Regions from separate parts of the Mus musculus genome. Here region 1 is linked to region 2. Evidence: chromatin contacts called from public Hi-C data. All regions are on one chromosome and are shown on one strand. Each heading gives the region's core, a stretch centred on a gene start, on an enhancer-like site or on the middle of the called end of the contact. The rest is flanking DNA. Distances are from core to core; before and after follow the strand shown. Region 1 overlaps Gm39871 (a long non-coding RNA gene). Region 2 overlaps Ptprj (protein tyrosine phosphatase, receptor type, J).

The links. Hi-C and Micro-C count contacts between places; a contact is called where the count stands out from the background.
Region 1: a contact with region 2 is called in a Hi-C map of bone marrow-derived macrophages, with 36 read pairs. The contact joins two enhancer-like sites. A contact is called at or near these places in 3 of 484 Hi-C or Micro-C datasets (the HPC-7 cell line, bone marrow-derived macrophages and nephron progenitors) and 8 of 115 datasets of contacts at active chromatin or transcription factors (acute myeloid leukemia, bone marrow-derived macrophages, embryonic limb bud and 5 more).

The regions. Positions count from the first base shown.
Region 1 is chr2:90,648,800-90,652,209 of GRCm38.p6, forward strand. The region is part of intron 1 of Gm39871 (a long non-coding RNA gene); the gene reads right to left. Among named protein-coding and RNA genes, the nearest start is that of Gm39871, 20 kb to the right of the region's middle. Within about 2 kb of position 1,337, at least 57 of the 459 cell types and tissues checked have an H3K27ac peak or open chromatin away from gene starts, as enhancers often do. A contact at or near this core is called in bone marrow-derived macrophages and microglia, where this site is marked.
Region 2 is chr2:90,503,048-90,506,482 of GRCm38.p6, forward strand. All of the region lies in intron 1 of Ptprj (protein tyrosine phosphatase, receptor type, J), which reads right to left. Among named protein-coding and RNA genes, the nearest start is that of Ptprj, 76 kb to the right of the region's middle. Within about 2 kb of position 1,949, at least 180 of the 459 cell types and tissues checked have an H3K27ac peak or open chromatin away from gene starts, as enhancers often do. A contact at or near this core is called in bone marrow-derived macrophages and microglia, where this site is marked.

The sequences.
Region 1 (3,410 bases), core at 87-2,586, 150 kb after region 2:
GTTGAAGATGCTGAGAGAGATCGAGACTGTCTCCAATGCATGAAATGTTGCTCAAGGTGCAAGCCAGGTACTGAAGTCTCAGAAGAGGAAGCAATGGACTGGGGTTTGAAGGACTGGGACTTCTAAAACAAGACCTTAGTTAGGTGTGGTGCTGCATGCCTTTAATCTCAGCAGTCTGGAGGCAGAGACAGGGAGGTCTCTATGAGTTCAAGGCCAGCCTAATCTACACAGTGAGTTCCAGGACAGTCAGGGCTATAGAGAGATACTCTGTCTCAAACAAACAAGCAAACAAATAAATAAGTAAAATTTTTACAAAGGCTTTGGCAAATATTGCATGAACACCTGCCCTCTACCAAAATCATCTGCTTTGCTTTTTCTCTCTTCCTCTCTCTTTCTCTCTCTCTCTTTCTCTCTCTCTCTCTCTCTCTCTTTCTTTTTTAGTGAGGAGGGAATGACACAGGGTTTCTCTCTGTAGCTCTGGTTGTCCTGGAACTCACTATGTAGACTAGGCTGGCCTTGAACTCAGTGATCTGCCTGCCTCTGGCTCCCAAGTGCTGGTTTAAAGGCGTGTGTCATTACATCCAGCTTCAAACTTTTTTCTTGAATAGATGCTCAGATTTTCCTCATATGATTATGAAGCCAGGCACAAACTGAGCCGGCATAGCCTACTTGGAGCTTTTGTCATGTTAGAAAAGGCATCCTTCCTTCTAGTCACTAGAGGCCACTGACTTGGTGAGTCAGGTTGGGGTTTAGCATGTTCACAGTCCCGCTTACCCCATATGCTAACCTTTGTTCTGTGAACAACCTGTTCAACACTGTGGCAGTCCTGAGCACATGGAAGGAAATACTAAGGTTTAATCCCTGCCCTTGAACAGTTTACCAGGCAACAAAGGAAATACACAAATATATGTGATATCATGTAAAAAATACATGATGAAAGTATGTTTAAGTGTTATAGGGGAAAAAAGCATGAAAGGAAGATGCGATCTAAGAGAAAGGAAGAGAACGCCTTGAGCCAAAAAGGGACAAGGAGCCTCTGCCACTACCCAGTGGGGTCCTAAACCTTACAGGCTCATCAGAACATTTTTGAGAGAACTGGAAAAATTACAGACTCCTGTCCTCTATCCGCTATCAGGGGAAGTCTGAGGCGGGGTCAGAAATCTGTACGGTAAAGAAAAGATTTTGATGATTTGTTGGCTTAGAGCCATGGGTGTGAATAAAGCCCAGACCCAGCCTCCACTCACCTGGCACCTACTTTTCTCTTGATGAAGTAGCCCTGCTTAGTATACTCTCCCTAGAATAAAAAAGGAAATGAAAGTCTTGGGGCCACTAGAGTTGGCTGTGCAGTGAACTTTCAGTTCTGCTCAAGAAAGGCAAAAGCCTCCTGAGACCTGTGGTGGCAAACACAGCGAGAACAAGTCTACAAAGGGTTGTGAGAGTGCTTCCCTCCTGCTGGTGCAGTTACTGGAGCACATAGGCAGCCCTGCCTGGGCGGCGGACTGAGAGCAGGAATCCCAGTGACAAATCCTCAGAGTAAATTGGTCTGGTATCTGTATTGTCCACATCCACTAAAGGGCCTTTCCTGACTTCCTTGGCCATGAGTTATTGATTGATTGATTGATCGATTGATTGATGGCTTTTTATTTGTGTGAATTCGGTGCTGAGCTACAGGGCTGAAAGCTGGAATGTGTTCCTAAAGTACTTAGGCTTATACACACACATGAATGAATGTATGAACATGCATCAGAAAGATCCACCAAGTCTTCCCATCCATGAACACGAGCTATAAGTCAACCAGACCAAAAGCCTTCTTTGGAATAGGTCAATAAAATTAACAAGCTTCTTATCAGGTTAAGCCATGACAGAAAGAGGTGGGGGGACCAATTACCATCATTAGAAATGAAAGGTAAGACATCACTACAGATCTTCACTGACATTAAAAAGTAATAAAATATCATGGAGCAGATGGCATGCTCATTATCCTGCCTGCTGCACCATAATGGTGTACTCAATAAATTATGAAATTAAAAAAAGAAAAGGGAAGGAAGGAAGGAAGGAAGGAAGGAAGGAAGGAAGGAAGGGAGGAAGGAAGGAACGAAGGGAGGAAGGAACAAAGGGAGGGAGGGAGATCTAGAGAAGAAAAGAGAAAGATTAGAAAGTTAAAGTAGGAGGACCTTGGGTGCAAGACTAGAGAGACTGAGAGATAGATGAGTTAGAGCATTTATTGCTCTTGTAAAGACCTGGGTTTAGTTCCAAGGACCCACTTGGTAACTTACAACCATCTATAACTCCAACTCTAGGAGATCTGACCTCTGAGGGTACCAGGAACACACATGGAATACATACATACATACATACATACATACAGACAGACAGACCAAATATCCATGCACAAAAAAAAATAATAATAAAATAAGTCTAAACAAAACAAAACTACTAGCCCAGGCTACCTTATTTTTTAAAAAATCAGGGGTGCTAACATAAATGGCAATGTGGGGTTTAAATTTTATGTATTTATTATTTACTTGTGTATCTGTGTGTGTGTGTGTGTGTGTGTGTGTGAGAGAGAGAGAGGGGGGGAGGGAGGGAGAGAGGAAACTGTGGGAATTAGTTGTGGGGGTTTGGAGATCAAACTTGGGACATCAGATTTGGTAGCAAGTGCCTTTCCCTACTGAGTCATCTTGCCAGCCAAGCAATGCATTTTGTTTTGTTTTGTTTTGTTTTTCAAACTCTGCTTGTTTGTTGCTGGCATATATGAAAGCGATTGACTTGGAAACATTAGCCTCTATCCTTATTGCTATCATCACTTAGTTAAGGATACCGTTCAGGTATTCTAATTTTCTTCTGCTAAGTGTTAGTTTGGATATCGCCTCCCCTGCCTTACTAGTTGTCTATCTTCTGCTTTGTTGTATTTAAGACAGAGCTTCCTTCATGTTGCCTAGACTGGTCTTGAACTTATTAGGTAGCTGAGAATGACCTTGAACTCCTGATTCTCCCACCTCTATCTCCCAAGTGTTGGAAGTGCTGGGGTGCTAGGTTGGAGCCCTCGTACCCAACAGAGTAGAGTTTCCCAGCTGGGATCCATGGATTCTCTTGAGTTCTCAGTCTTCAATAGGTGTGTAAGCCTCTTAGAACTGTATTACATTTTGTGGGTGTGATAAGTTTATCTATTTCATTAAAGCCTCAAAGAGATCCCCAGTACAAACAGGATTAAAAATAATTAATACATCCTTTAGCCAGGACAGGACTGTTTTTAGATTTCCTACCCCACCCCCACCCCCTGACCTAAAGAGAAAACCAGATACAAGAAAGGTATGCGGTAGTTCCTAGCGGGAAATAATAATAACAGTAATACTTCAGTAATTACTTTTTTCCTCTTTGTTGATTGGGAGCAAGATCTGGCTTTGGGG
Region 2 (3,435 bases), core at 699-3,198:
ATACCAGTTCACCAAGATTCATGTTGGAGAGATTAAGAAGAAACAAACAACAAATTACTATCATTCTGAAAATACTTAGGATCTTGCAGGCTCCCAAAAGGGTCTCAGGAACCTGCAAGTTTCCCAGAACCACCCTTACAGAACCACTTATGCCTGTTGAATGTAAATGCCCATTTGTTCATCCCACCAAGATGCCACTCTAGGTTGGATGCCAGGAGTTCAGCAGTGACTAAAGCAAAGAGGGCTCTCAAACAGAAACCAACTGCACACAAACAAATAAGTAGATGTACTCTTCCACATCAGGTGCTGAGTGGAAAAAAACCAAACACTGTTATCGGGCATTTGCACACAGGAGGTGTGGTTTCCTGGGAACCCAAATCAGCCAACCTGAGCCTTGCTATTTCAAAACTTTCACCATGAAATATGGATTTTTTTTTATTTTTATTACCAAAATGCTGTGGAGTTGGGGGTAGAGCAGGGTGAACTGCCCCTAAGAGAGCTGCCAGTGCTCACTACTGAGGCTGCATCCCCATCCAGTGCTGTAAGAGATGTAAGCCTCAGAGGTCTCCTCACTCAGAGGCTGTCAACCCCCAGGGCCAAGCACTCCCCCTCCATCCTCCCCCTCTCACCTCTGCAACCCATGCACTGCAGAGAAGGCTCATACGCACTGGCTGGCAGACACGCCACAAGAAGGCTACTGCTTACCTACTTCACAGATGAGGAAACTAAACTTCAACAAACTTAAAATTCCCAGTCACTGGGAGGCTGAGGATCATGAGTTCAAGGATCGCCTCAGCTACAGGGTAAAGTTCAATAAAAGAAAGAAAGAAAGAAAGAAAGAAAGAAAGAAAGAAGAGAAGAGAAGAGAAGAGAAGAGAAGAGAAGAGAAGAGAAGAGAAGAGAAGAGAAGAGAAGAGAAGAGAAAGAAACACACGGTTTACTCTAGCACACAGACTTTTATCCTTGTCTTGGCCTTTAGTATTTCTCCATGTAAAGAGAAGAAAAGGCAAGAAAAAAAAAGGCCAATAAAAGGGGCTGGGGTCTACAGCTCAGTGGCAGAGCTCTTGCTAAGTATGTCTGGCTTAGGTTCAATCCTCAGCACTACAAAGAGGAGGAGGAAGTACAGCAGGAAGAGATCAAGAAGGAAAAGGGGGAAATGGATGCGATGTTGAAAGCCCCTGCTCCTCATACACCCTATGCATCATGCCAAGCCCATCAAAGAGCAAAGAAAGAAATGGGGCTGGCACTTGGCAATCACTGCTCTTTGGAGCTCTAAGCTCTATAATTATTTATGGAAACCCTACTGTGGCTGGAACAGATCTAAGGAGTAAGGGGGAAAAAATGACCAAGTTCTCAGCTTCTTGTGCTGCTGTTCTCACCAGCACCCATACCATGACGAGCCATGTGTGCCCAGAAAGGGTTAACTCTAAAAGTCCATCTGCAGTCTCTGGCTAACACACAGCCCTGGACTTAGTCAGAACACCGGCCTGCAAACATCCCTTCCTGAAGATCAACACTATCACTCTGTCCCTTTAAATCACCCATTTGACAGATGGAAAAGTAAGCCTGGGGCACAGAAAAGCCACACCTCCCAGATCTCCTCATGAGTCAGTGACAGGAGACACCAGCAATCTTGTCTTTCCTCTGAAGCCCTGACAGCCACCCAGCCCCATCCTCTCATCCCAGGAGCCTCCTGAACAGCAGCCATGCATTTGTGGTCACCAACCAACACACAAGCCAGTAGGGAAAGTTACTATTTAGAGAGGAAACTGCATATATAGCAACAGCCTGAGCAGCCACCCAAAGCACATCCAGTCCTGAAACCTTGGCCAACCCCAAGCCCCACATGGCACTTCCTCTCCTCCCCATTCGCTGTGCCAACTCGGTTCCCACCAAGGTTTACAAAGAAGTGGAAGCTCCCTTCTGCCTGACTGGCCAGTGCAGTCCACTGACTCAGAGTGTTCTGGGCACCTCGGAGAAGACACTGTTCATTTCCCCTGGGCTGAGAACTGGCCCACATCCGGACCTGACGCCAGCAGGAGGGGGCGCTTGGCCACTGAGCATGAGCAGATGAATGGAGAGCTATTTTTAATGTTCTGTTCCTGCCTCTACTCCAGAAGGCTTGGCACCTGTGCCAGAGTTGCTGTAAGTATGGTGTACGGACCACCCGCACCCAGAAACACACCTGGGCATGAACATTCAGATGCTGGGGTCCCAAAGAGTCAAAAGAGTGAATTTGTAACGAGCTCCTTAGGCAATTTTTTTTTCCCCAGAACAGTTTGAGAATCTGGGTCTATATTTATTCACCACATCCATTCATCCAACGTTTACTGCAAGTCTTCCACATAATGAAGCAGACATACAAAAATAAATGTCACTTGCTCATCACCTTCAGGCCTAGAGAAGACAACACAGTGTAAAGAGCTAGAAATCACCAGGACTCAACAATAGGAGAGACTAAGTTGCCTCTAGAGCTAGGATAGCTTTACCACAGAGAGGAGCTCAGAGCTGAGACCAAGAACAATCGCTCCTTCCCTTGGCTGACTTTAGCACTGCCTTTGGCTTGGTCCTCATCTAACCTACTGACCTCCTAATTTCTCACAGGTGCGCATACATGTTTGATGGGTGCATAGAAAACAAGAATTTGGGGTTCAATGGTAGAATGCACAGGTAAATCCTGGATTAGATTCCCAGAAACTAACTAACACTCTCTCTCTCTCTCTCTCTCTCTCTCTCTCTCTCTCTCTCTCTCTCTCTCTCTGTGTGTGTGTGTGTGTGTGTGTGTGTGTGTGTGTGTGTGTGTATAATTAAAGCCTGAAACTGATTCCACATAGGAACTAGCAGGTAAGTGTGTCCATCTTACGCCTCTAGTTCCTCTCCTGCACGAGAGGCTGCCTCTTTAAAATCTCTTCTACAGTGAGGCTCTGCTTTTCTACGGGCTGTAAGAAGTACAGTCTGGGGCTGATGAGATGCTTTCCTCTGACCATGGCATTGGGGATGCTTGATCAGGACACCCACACTCAGTGACGGCCATGCCTTGTCCTGATTAGACCTCACAATATACCTTGCTTCATCTTTGTGTCTTTCCCCAAAGAATCAGAATCTCTGGATACGGATCCCCAGAGGCAGGCATGAGACAGGAGGGAAGCTGACCTCCCAGCCTTCTCCTTACTCAGGGCTCTCAGTCAATCCCCCTAAAGGCAGTGAAGAATCAACACCAGCCAGAAACAGAGAGCTCCAACTTCTTAGGTCATAACAAACACACCCTTGAGAAGGCGCAGCTGGGTGGAAAAGAGCCTCCTCAGAGCCTCTCCAGCTATTTCTTTCTTCCAGCCTTTTCTATAGAACACAGCTGCCTACTCCCCTCAGCCTCACCCAGCCAGAAGTGGGCCTCTGAACTTCACCATAAGCCTATTTATACTGTGCTGCACCAGC